Regions from separate parts of the Mus musculus genome. Here region 2 is linked to region 1. The links are chromatin contacts, called in public HiChIP or PLAC-seq maps. All regions are on one chromosome and are shown on one strand. Each heading gives the region's core, a stretch centred on a gene start, on an enhancer-like site or on the middle of the called end of the contact. The rest is flanking DNA. Distances are from core to core; before and after follow the strand shown. Region 1 overlaps Ctnnd1 (catenin (cadherin associated protein), delta 1). Region 2 holds the start of Timm10 (translocase of inner mitochondrial membrane 10).

Evidence for each region. HiChIP or PLAC-seq counts read pairs in DNA pulled down with a chosen protein or histone mark.
Region 2: an H3K4me3 HiChIP or PLAC-seq map of bone marrow-derived macrophages shows a contact between it and region 1, with 2.5 times the contacts expected there. The contact joins the promoter of Timm10 here to the enhancer-like site in region 1. A contact is called at or near these places in 4 of 39 promoter capture datasets (3T3-L1-derived adipocytes, the C10 cell line, cranial neural crest and 1 more), 4 of 484 Hi-C or Micro-C datasets (brain, cerebellar granule neurons, liver and 1 more), 3 of 115 datasets of contacts at active chromatin or transcription factors (bone marrow-derived macrophages, embryonic stem cells and microglia) and 2 of 9 other capture datasets (liver and pancreatic islet).

Annotation. Positions count from the first base shown.
Region 1 is chr2:84,616,799-84,622,643 of GRCm38.p6, forward strand. It overlaps Ctnnd1 (catenin (cadherin associated protein), delta 1), which reads right to left. Exons shown (of 19, transcript NM_001085450.1): 3 at 5,213-5,284; 4 at 4,037-4,189; 5 at 3,121-3,656; 6 at 1-145. Among named protein-coding and RNA genes, the nearest start is that of Ctnnd1, 31 kb to the right of the region's middle. Within about 2 kb of position 1,268, at least 89 of the 459 cell types and tissues checked have an H3K27ac peak or open chromatin away from gene starts, as enhancers often do. A contact at or near this core is called in bone marrow-derived macrophages, microglia and regulatory T cells, where this site is marked.
Region 2 is chr2:84,824,055-84,830,274 of GRCm38.p6, forward strand. It overlaps Timm10 (translocase of inner mitochondrial membrane 10), which reads left to right and starts at 2,967. Exons shown (of 3, transcript NM_013899.2): 1 at 2,967-3,093; 2 at 3,545-3,659; 3 at 5,736-6,159. The coding sequence starts at 3,589. The coding sequence ends at 5,937. It also overlaps a transcript of Smtnl1 not described here.

The DNA.
Region 1 (5,845 bases), core at 18-2,517:
CTCAGGCTGTCTCCAGTTTGAAGGTGGGGGCATTCCCTTTCGCAAACTATCCAAGCTTGCTAAACTGCCCCGCTCATGCTGAGCTAAAGGAGCCCAATAGTACTGATCAGGCGGCACCTCTTCACCAATCATGTCTTCATAGCTCCTGCAATTTTGAAAGAACAAAGAACCAAGCAGTTAAATCTGGCTTCATAGACATTCCTATTACCAATCATCTTCAAGGTAGGATCACAGCTCTACAGAGATCATGTGTCTCCTCTGTATGGTCAATTTTTAATAATTTTGTGAGCAAGTGCAAGTACTCTCAATGTCCCTCGACATTATTATTATTATTTTTTTTTGAGACAGAGTTTCTTCCCAAATCTGAAGCTTGCTGATAAACTAGTCTGACTGTCCTGCAGGACCCAAGGATCCTCTTATCTCTGCCACCACAGAGCTTAGCTTGTTATGTAGGTACTGGAGCTCAAATCCTGGTCCTCATGTTGTGCAAAAAGCATTTCACCAACTGAACTCTCTCCCTGGGTCCAATTTTAATAACTTAAAAGTAACCTGTGGCCGGGTGTGGTGGCGCACGCCTTTAATCCCAGCACTTGGGAGGCAGAGGCAGGCGGATTTCTGAGTTCGAGGCCAGCCTGGGCTAAAAAGTGAGTTCCAGGATAGCCAGGGCTACACAGAGAAACCCTGTCTCAAAAAACCAATGAATGAATGAATGAATGAATGAATGAATAAATAAATAAATAAATAAATTTTAAAAAGTAACCTGTGAAGTTTGCTGATTGAGAAAGACAAGTATGTGGAACGTTCATCACAAAGAGAACACACAAGGAATCCGCACACAGGAAAGAGCTAGTGGAACAAAACTATTAAGCTCGCCCTATTTTGGAAATTGAAGAGGCACTGATCAAGAAAAACAGAGGACTTCTGGCTATATTGTTGAGGAGTTAGCTTTAGTACTACTGAGGCATAAACTTGAACACTAGCTGTCACAGTTCATCCCAGGGCCTCACGTGCTATTCAGTCAGACAGGTATGTTCCAAGAAGAGTTCCATCCTTCAACTTCTACATTTCCATGTCTGCCAAATGGCACCTATACACCAACATATATTGGAATGTCCCAGCTCTTGGATCAGAAGAAGAAACTGAAAGATGTCAGATGAGAAGCAACACTTCCTGTTTCAGTACCATCAATACCCACTAGAGGGTGAGCCTGTCACACTGTTATTTATAAGTACAAAGGAAGAACCCTATTATCTATGAGCTCACCTCACTCACCACCAACCCAACCCCCCCCCCCCCCCCCCGGGCTCCCACTGGGATAGGGGACTCTATTGTGTAGGACTCTCCAAATAAGACTTGCTTGTTCCATAAAACCACTCCCACAGTCACCAAACATTGAAAATTAGCCTACCTAACAGGTATCAACACTGATCATTAAACAATAAAAAACTCAGTAGAACAAATCATTTCATTAAAAAATAAATAGACTTGGCAGTAGTGGCACATGGCTTTAATCTCAGTAGTTGGGAGACAAAGGCAGGGCAAATCTCTATGAGTTCAAGGCCAGCCTGGTCTACAGAGAAAGCTCCAGGACAGCCCTGGTCTTGAAAAACCAAGGGAAGTAGGGGGTTGATAGTAAAGGCACCTTTAAACTTAAAATGTCATTTAAACAAAATAAAGTAAGTTGTTTTGTTTTAAAAGCAGATTGCTAAACACTATATGAAAAAATATTTCCTTTTAATGAGAAAACAGGATACATGTTTTCAAGAAAACCCCAAGAAACACCAAACTGTCCATGAGAGAATGGTGTTTTAGGCTGTATGCTGAGCATATTTTACTTTTCTTGTTTAAGACAAGCAACTATAAAAATAATTGCCACTGCCAGATTTTGTTTCAGTCACTCAAGGAAGTCTATCTTTATACTTCCTTCTTTCATAGGCAGTAGATCAAGATTCTTTCACAAATAACAAAACTGCACAAATGACCCAATAACTTGCTTAAGGCTCTATAGATAATGGCAGAGGCAAACTAAAACCAGGGTTTTCAAGTTCAGTGCTTTTGCCACTAATCACTGCCTTGCTATGAAAGTTTGACCTTGCACTATTCTTGAAGGCCGAAACAGGAAGCAGAATTCTTCTAGTCAAGAATCTTGCTAGTCAAGCAGGATTCCAAACTCAATGTCACCCTGGAATAAACCCAAGAACCAAGCCCCAAACCCGCTCTATGTGACTGGCACTTCAAAGGACAGCAGGGAACAGTCTGGTCATCCACACCCACCTGTGTCTAATCTCTCTTGGCTATTGAGGAAGTCAGAGCAAGCAGACTTCAGCCCCACTCCTTGGGCAGACTCTTCTAATGATAGCTGCTATCTATCTACCCTAGCTAGCTTACACCAGCTAAGATCTGGTGCCCCTTTAGGAATAAAAGGTGAGTCACATGGGAGTTGAATTTGCTAACCACGCCATCTGAAGAGTGTCAGTGACTCAGGCTTAGATAATAGGGCCTCTACTCCTGTCCCAGACTAATTCAGTTTATGGTTAGCCAATACCACCTAATATACATTTGGAAAGTGCCAAGACCTTTGCTTTGGAAGGTCATGAACCTACTTACAAAGACTGAGAACAGCTGCCAGGGCACCCTCACTATCAAGATAACTATAAGCCTTCCTTTATTTCTTAACTTGGAAAATATAGACCCTGATTTTAAAGTAATGTTTGCAGCCCAAGACCAAACATGTTTTTTTGTGCACACCCATAAGTAAGAGTTTTTAAAATAACCTTTTAAAAATATGAAATCCCGACAAGAGACATGACAAAGGCACTAATGAACAGCACACAAAGCCTAAAATGGGTCCTTTAAAAAAGGTCTACCAGCCAGAGCTAAATAGTGATACCCTGTCTCAACAATAACAAGAATAAAGAAAGGGAAGGAAGAAAGAAAGGGAGTGAGGACCAATCAATCCCATTGTAAAATCTTCCTCCATGGCAACTACGCATCCAAACAGTCAGCATGGCATCTTCAGCCAGCAAAGATCAGCTCTAGGAGGAAGAGCCCTCAGAGCAGACAGGTGCTTAGTGACCTCTAGGAGTCCCTAAAGCTACCTCTTCCCCCACTCCTGCCCACCTGAGGCGTCGTCGAGGGTCAGAGGGTGTTCCTGTCCGACGGGCAGTACCATAATCAGACATCATGCCGTAATCGAGGTCATCATAGCCCATGCTGCGCTGGTCATCCTCTAGCCCGTAAGGCTCAGGATGAAAACGATGCAGGTCCACACTGCTTCCACCTACTCGAACCTGGGGCTGGGGCCCATAGACATCTTGTCTACTGGGTGCCCGGTAGCCTTCCATGCTGGGCCTATACCGCTCCTCAATTCGGGTCACCCGGGACAGACTGCCGTAGTTGTCACTGCCACCTGGATAACCATCTTCATAGTGTCGGCCATACCCATCTGGAGGATAGTGGAAGTTCCTAGGAAGAGTGGCAGTGCCCGCTTGCCCCACATAGGGACCAGGGCCCCCATTGCCATTCTTGCGAAAATCACGGCCCAAGGTCTGGATATAGTTATTGGAGACTGCTGAGGCGTCCACGGGCAGCCCGTCTGGCCCCATGGGGACAGGCTGTACTGTCCGAGTTGTCATTGTCTTCACAACTTTTTTGACCTTCATTTAAGGAATAAGAAAAGGAAAACCAACTATTGAGGAAATAAAGAATCTAAGTTTAAATTCCACAGTACTCTAAGATAGAAACCCTACCCTCTAGGTCTTTATACAGAAGTGTGTGTCATCTATATCTCTTCTCCATCCTACAGAAGCCCTCAATGGAAAAAAACTGCCCAATCACTAACATCCTCTCCGGAAGCTACTGTAACTGTCATACTCCTCCTCTCTTCCCACTTCCTGAACTTCTTTTACCTTGTCTCTTTGCCCAGGCATCACTTTCTTTCTGGCAGACAGTGGCTTTGGCTCACTTAACTCGTTAGCTTCTCTACTAAAATACCACAGAGGACCTATCATTCTAAGACACGAAAATCTCAGCTTACTGTGGTCTCCGTGCGTCTAGTGGTCCCATCATCTGTGGTCTCCACAGAAACAACAGACATGGCTCCTTCAGGGTCCTCCTCGGTGTAGGTTTCCACAATCTGTCCTGGCTCCTGCATCCTGGGGATAGTGCTGTACAGAAGGTGGTTGTGATCCTATGAGAGAGAAAAGAGTGAAAATACAACTGAACCTATGTAGTAACAATCTATTCTAGTAAGAAACACAGGTGCCTCTAGAGACAGGAGGCCTTCATGCATCTCCCATTGTCCTCAGGGGTTTTTAATAAAAAATGGTTGTCATCTTTAATACTTGTACAAAAAGGCAGGGCATGGTAGTGTACACCTTTAATCCCAGCACTCAAGAGGCAAATGCATGCAGACCTGTAAATTCAAGCCTACCCTAATATACACAGCAAATTCCAGGTCAACTAGGACCACATGTAAAAGGACAGAAAATAAAACTTCCTAGTACTAGCTATCTAACACATATAAGTTTAAAAAGGTAACTAGAATCATGCTGACATTGCAGTGACTGGGACAGCAGGTTACCTCCCATTCTGGTCCCCGACTTGGATATTAACTGTGTTAACTGTAATATTTACACTGGAGCAATACTTCAAAAAGAACAGCTTACTCAGTAAAGATACGGATTTTAAAAAATAATAAAAATACCAGGTTTTTGCTTTGTTTTGGGTAGCTAGGCAAGCACCCCACCTGCCACTGAAAACATTTGGAGCCTCCTCCTACTTTTACTTTGGGATAAGGTTCCAGCAATCTCCCAGGGAGGCCTTGAAACTTTTGATCCTCCTGCCACAGCCTCCTAAGACACTAAGATTAGATTTGCCCCATCAGGCCCAACAAAGATTTTGTTATTCATCAGATTCGTTCATCTCCTCAGTTAGATTTTAGGTAAGCTTTTCTACAATGTAAAATTATGCTCTCCCTCAAAACAATTGCAGTTTTTGGAGGATCAAATGAGATAGGAATACCATGAGAAAAGCCAATGATTAAAAAAAAAATCAGCAAAACTATAATTTGAAATGGTACCTTTTTAATTTCCAAAATTAAAAAACTAGTAAATATTTACGATGAGCACTGCAGCATAGCAATATGATCATAAAGACTGGAGAGGTACAAAGATGTGAATGAAGTCCCTAGACCTTGAGTGGAAACAATTACCTGGGGTCCGTTGAGTTTCAGATCTGAAAATTTCTGTCTCTCAAGGTCAGCATCGCCCACAAACCGGCCGTTCTGAAACAGAGCCCACAAAACAATTCATGTTCTGGCTGACCTTTGTTCTGTCTAAGACAGCATCTTTCTTTCAAAAATGAAAGGGCTTTTGAGAAGGTATTTGTGGACTGAAATCCTTCTGTCGGTACTCACATAAGAACCATAACACTCCATAACAATCTTAGATACCACTTTCCTCTACAGGCCTAGAATTCTGGCAGGTGGGATTTCTGGAGCATGAGAATGTAAGTTCCATGAGTACACAGGGTTTGAGTCCAGTAGTTTCAAGGCTACTAACATCCCTAACATCTTGAACAGTACTTGGCACATTAGAAGCATTCAAAGACCATTTGCTTAATAACACAGACTCAGGTAAGCTCCCTACAGAAAACCTTTTGGAAAGCTTTAAGAATGTAAGTTAGGAAGGCTACAATGGGGGGTGGCGGAAGGGGGGAGGGTGTCCACAAAAAGCCTCCTTTTATTATCGTTCTAGGAATCTTCAAGCTGTGGTACCAGGGTAAACTCCCATTCCAGGAAGCTCTTGAATGAAGAGAGTAAATTCTCCATTTCCAAATACGAAGG
Region 2 (6,220 bases), core at 1,717-4,216, 210 kb after region 1:
AATAAAAATCACTGTAAAATTGCATTCTCTCTCTCTCTCTCTCTCTCTCTCTCTCTCTCTCTCTCAGGACAGGAAATCTTTTTTTTATGCTCACAGATATAGACCCCAAGCTTTGTCTGGGTCATATTATGTTCTTGATCAATACATATTGAATAAAACAGTTAATCAAGAAAAGCAGGGAAAAAAAGAGTTGGGGTCAGTGCCTGGGATGATATAAATGTGAGATTATTCTGTGAAGCCAGTTTTGGCGACTGATGTTCAAATCAGTGTAACATCTGTACCTGGTACATCTCCTCTGTTCATTAGAAATTGTCTGTCAGGGCTGGAGAGATGTCTTGGAGGTTAAGAGCACTGTCTGCTCTTCCATAGGTCCTGAGTTCAATTCCCAGCAACCACATGGTGACTCACAACCATCTGTAATGAAATCTAATGTCCTCTTCTGGTGTGTCTGAAGACGACTCCAGTGTACTTATATATACATGAGATAAAGAAACCTTAAAAATATTATCTGCCAAAGACAGGTGAGTCGATGAGTTCTCCCATGTGTCTCTGCCTTGATGATTTTTTTCCTTTAATAGATAAGATAGATAATTAAAACAACATTCTAGAAGATGGTGGCATCAGTCATCAAAACTTCTCTTAGATAATCCCTTCATTCCCTGATGCAGAAGTCAGTGAACACCAAGTAGGTGCTGGAGACAATGACACTGAACACAAGAGAAAACAGGCCAACAGAGATCATTTGAGTGTGATGAGTTAGTCATCTCATCAACAAGTAAAATATGCACTACATTAGATGTGACAGGCTCTATAAAATAAGGTGAAGTGGTGCAAGCAATAGGACTTTGTCTTTATTTTTGCTTGTTTTGTAGGGAGGAGAATATACTTGTAGATACGGCAAGTGATATAGGAACAAAGACCTCAAGTTTGGGATGTAAACTTGTGCCAGCGAGGAGCACCTGCATCCCCGGCAGAGAACAGTAACTAGGAAGAAGGGAGTATGCTTGATGCATTTGATAGAGAGGGTATCAGCATGGCCCGGCAAAGCACTGCAGCAGGAGAGTAGTTGGAAGTAAAAGTAAGAAAATAGGGTTGGTGAATCATGTGGAATTTGTCCTGGCTCACATTGATTATCTAATTACAGGATCTAGAACCACTTAGAAGATAAACCTCTAGGCAAGTCCATGAGATAATTCTATATTGGGTTAACAGAGGTAGGAAGTCCCACCCTATATGTATCTAGCAATGTGCCATGGACTGGGCTAGCTGACTGAATAAAGAGGCCAAAGTGAGCTGAGTACTAGCATTCTTCTGTGTGTCTTGGCTATGGACATGCTATGACCAGTTGCCTCCCATTCCTGCCACAATGCCTTCCTTGACGCAGTGGAATAGAGTGAACCAAAAGCCAAGGTAAGCCATTTGTCCTATAGTTTGCTCTTCTCAGGGGATGGATCACATCATGGAGAGAAGCAGTGCAGGGTCTTATAAGCTATTGAGAAGACTTTGGCTTTCTCCATGATGAGAAACTACTGCAGCATCTAGGGGGTGAGTGACATGATCCAGTTGTAGGGTTTTTTTTTGTTTGTTTGTTTGTTTGTTTGTTTTTTACATCACTCTGGTTGCTGCGAGAATCAGTTGTCCTTTGACCTCCTTTGATCCTACCATGGGCTCCTCCTCCTCCTTCTTCAATATATTTATTTTCTGTATCTATGAGTACACTGTAGCTCTGACACACCAGAAGAGGCACTGGATTCCATTACAGATGGTTGTGAGTCACCTTGTGGTTGCTGGGAATTGAACTCAAGACCTCTGGAACAGCAGTCAGTACTCTTAGCCACTGAGCCATCTCTCCAGCCCAAGGACACATGTTCTTATAAATAAATTTAAATTTAAAAATAGTATATCAAATGACCTGTGTAGTTCAGTTGTGGAGGGTTTGCATGAGACCCTGGATTCAACCTTCAGCACTGTGGAAGAGAGATGAAAAAAACATCACTATTAGCTGAGAATGTGAAAATAGCACTTTGGGAAAAAGACTTCATCTGCTAAAGATAATAGATCAAGAAAATGTGACTAAATAGTAAGAATTATTAAATCTTGGGGATAGATTCAATGACGTTCATTAGACTGTGTTCTGTGTTGTGAATTTGCCCTAATAAAATTTTAAAGGGATAAACCCAATGCTTTTTATTATTACATTTATTTATTTACTTACTTTATTTATTGTGCATGTGTAGGGCTATAATAAAGAAGTGCAGTAAAACATGTTGCAGCACTGGGGCAGTTGATAGAGTGCTTGCCTAAGCATGTGGTCCTGTTTTCATCCCAACATTGCAAAAGTCAGGCATAATGGCGCTTATCTGTAGCCGAAGCACTAGTGAGGTGGAGGCAGGTTCGTAAGTTCTAGGTCATCTTCGGCTACACCGCAAATTAGAGAGCAGCCTAGGTTCCATGGGACCCTGCCTCAAAAGCAAATAAAGACAATCTCTATACATGTTTCTTTTTTTCTGCGAGCAGCGATCGTGTATCTTCTCTGCAACTCCACTAGTTAATGTTGCACACTGCTCCCCGGGATTCTGATTTCAGGGGTATGAGGTAACGTCTGGGCGCTGAGGTGTTTTTTTTTTTTTTTTTTTTTTTTTTTTAAAGTGCTCCAGGTGTTTTAACATGCAAAATTGACAGGCTCCTTTGGGAAACGTTCTCCTTTCTTCACATAAGATCCGTCTGCGCTCTGGCGTGGGCTCTCCATGGTGGGTTCAGGGAGCCAAGCTTCTTCCACACTGCAAACGCTCAGGCGTCTCCCGGACAACCGGAGGGATGGAATGCTAACAAGGCTGCCGGCGCTCTGCCACTCACTCAGCATTCTATGGTACTTTGGAGTCCACTCTAGCAAATTAAGGTCGGTTTCTCTATGGTAGCCGGTTTCCCAGCGCAGCCTGGTCGGCGTTTTCTTCCGGATCAAAGAAGAGGCTAGACTTCCTTCCGGAAGTGACCCACGTGCTTCTTATTTCGCCTGCCTTGGTACCCGGTAACTTTTTACTATTGACCCGAAGTTGGGGACGTTGCGGGAGCTGTGACCTGCCCCAGGCCGTGGTGAGTGGGCCGTGGTGTCTGATACCCAGGGTAACCCTGATTCCTGATTATGCCATTGCCGTGACAGAGGCTCAGCCTTTAGACCCACCCCGGGAACCTAGGCTGTGGTTAGGGTCACATTCTCGGGGCTGCATGGGTTCAGACCCACGGTTTTGTGTGTTCCGTCCCAACTGTCAATCCTCTGGCTCTAGGAGTGATCTCGAGGTACTAAGAGGGCTCGGTTTCCATCCCCGAGCCCCATGACATCGCGAGTGACCTTGAGCTGGACACTGTCCTCTTTAAGGGCCTCATCTCCACTTCTGTTAAGAGGGCTGATTACGTTTACTGAGCGGGGTATTGGTCCCCGCTGGTCTGAAACACTGTAATTCCTCGCGCCCTCCAGCCCCCCCGGGGGGGTGGTACTAGGGTGAACCGGGAGGGATCGATGCTGACTGATCATGTCCGCTCCTAGGACTAAAGACCAGGAGGCTATTCTCTCCACGGTGCTAAGTTGACATGGATCCGCTCAGAGCCCAGCAGCTGGCTGCGGAGCTGGAGGTGGAGATGATGGCTGACATGTACAACAGGTAAAGAGAAGCACTCGGCTTCACCTTGTCTAGGAAAACTCGCCCTAGTCACCCCTAGCCCGACAGAGTGAAGCACTTGTAACGAATGCTTTCGATAAGGTAGTGGAGCCAAGTCCCGCCCTCCTAATCCCGCCCCACCCTCACCGCGTGCTTCGCTGAAGTAAATACAGGTCACTGGAAGGACTTGGTTGGCTATTTGGAGGGAATAAAAGGGGTGTATGATGGAGAATCTCCTGCCCAGGCTCTGCTGAGTATCAAGAACATATAAGCACTTTCTCTTCTCTTCTCTTCTCTTCTCTTCTCTTCTCTTCTCTTCTCTTCTCTTCTCTTCTCTTCTCTTCTCTTCTCTTCTCTCCTCGTTTCCATCTTTCTTTCTCCTTAGATAGCCCATTTACCCTTGTTTATGTAGTTTATGTATTTTGTGTTTGTTTATGAATGCCAACATGCATGCCATAGCGCCACACATGTGGAGGTCAGAGGGCAGCTTAATAGGATCTCATCTTGGATTGAACTCAAATCTTCTGGTTTGGCAGCAAGTGCCTTTGCCGCCTAAGCCTTCTGAACAGCCATTTAGTAATGAATAGTATTTAGTTGCTAATATTTATTAATGTTTTTCTTCCTTTTTGGGGGGGATGGAGTGGATGTTGTTTTGTTCTTGTTTTTCACGATGGGGCTTCTCTGTGTTGCCTTGGTTGTCAGCTTAATCTGTATAGACCAGGCTGGCCTCACTCTCAGAGATCCACCTGTCTCATTCTCTTGGGTGCTGGGATTAAAGGTGTGCACACTCGGCCTAAATTATACTTTAACTCTGTGTTAGGCATTTGCAAAGCATTTTATATATATTATCACTTTAAATTTATTTATTTGTTTGTTTACTTGTTTTCTGTGTATGGATGTTTTGCTTGCATGCCCGCAGAGGCCAGTAGAGGGCATCATATCTCCAGGAACTGGAGTCAAAGATAGTTGTGGGCTACCGTGTGGGTGCTGGGAACCTAACCTAGGTCCTCTGCAAGAGCAGTCAGTTCTCTTAACCACTTTCCAGGCCCCCATTATCAGTTTTGTAAATAGTTAAAAATAATTCAAAGGGAGAAGGGGATATAATAACGTAGGATTTTTGTCTAGAATGCAGGATGCCCTTGGTTTGATCTTGACATGGTGCCTATAATTTCAGCAGTTAGAGGCCAGAGACTAAATAGTTCAGGATCATTCTTGGCTATATAGTGGGTTCAAAACCAGCCTGGGATAGATGAGACCAGTCTCAAAAGAAAGAAAGGGAAGAAAGAAAGAAAATCAGTGGGTTAATTTTATTAGTACTATTTTAACACAGGGGAATTGAGGTGTCAAGGGGTTTAATAATCTCAGGGGCTGTAGCTGGTCAGTAGCAATGTCAGGACCAGAACTTCAGCCTGACTTCAAACTACTGCTTGTAGCCGTTTGGAAACATCTTGCTGCACCATCAGCAGCTGAGTGTCTTTAGGCTGAATGTCATAACTGGTTACTCATCAGTAAAACTGACCTAAGAAGCACTGCTCCCTCCATAAAGACATTGCAATATTAAACTGAAAGCCTCTAGCATTAGCACATCATACAGGAACCAGCAGGTATCTGCTGGTTTTCGACAGCAGCTCTCGGTAGGTTTGTCTTGGAGACTACAAATTGGAATGGTTTTTAAAATACAGACTGCGCAGTCAGACTACCTAGCTTTGTGTGACCCTCAGCTCTTACTGAGCTGTGTCTTAATTTCCTCGTCTGTAAAGTGGGGATAGTGATTGTGCCTGCCCCAGTGGGTTACTGTGAGGGTTGCATGACAGAACCTGTATTAGCCCTTAGCGTGACGCCTGGCACACAGCCGGTGTTCAGCAAGTGCTTCCTCTTTAACTAGTCTTGTACATGACTCAAAGAAGAGTCTTAGTTGGAAAAGCGTTCCAAGGTGGTTGAAGTGAAAACTGGGGGTTCCCGCTGTTTTCTTGACGGAGGGAACGAGGCAAGAATCAATGCAGCAGGGTTGGGCTTGTTGAAGGTGCCTGGGATGCTCCAGGAAGTCACTGATACAACCTTGTTCTTCTCTAATCCCAGAATGACCAGTGCCTGCCACCGGAAGTGCGTGCCTCCCCACTACAAGGAGGCAGAGCTGTCCAAAGGCGAGTCTGTGTGTCTGGACCGATGTGTATCCAAGTACTTGGACATCCATGAGAGGATGGGCAAAAAGTTGACAGAGCTGTCAATGCAGGATGAGGAGCTGATGAAGAGGGTACAGCAGAGCTCGGGGCCTGCATGACGCCCCAGGCTGTCTACACCTGAGGTGTACCTTGCCACTTGCCTGATTAAAGTGTCCCTAATGGATGTCACATGTGAAACCTGTCATACTTAGGCCCTTGAGCATCTCCAGGACCCCTGCGTGTAGTAGAGCTCTCCTGGCTGAAGAAGGGGACTTGTCACGCTGGTTTGTGACTGTGTATGTGTGTATATGTATATATCTTATTAAAACAAATTTGTGCAACGCAGTGTCTTTACTTGAGAGTAAAGAGTCATCCAAAAGTAGAGGGAATTTAATGCAGTGG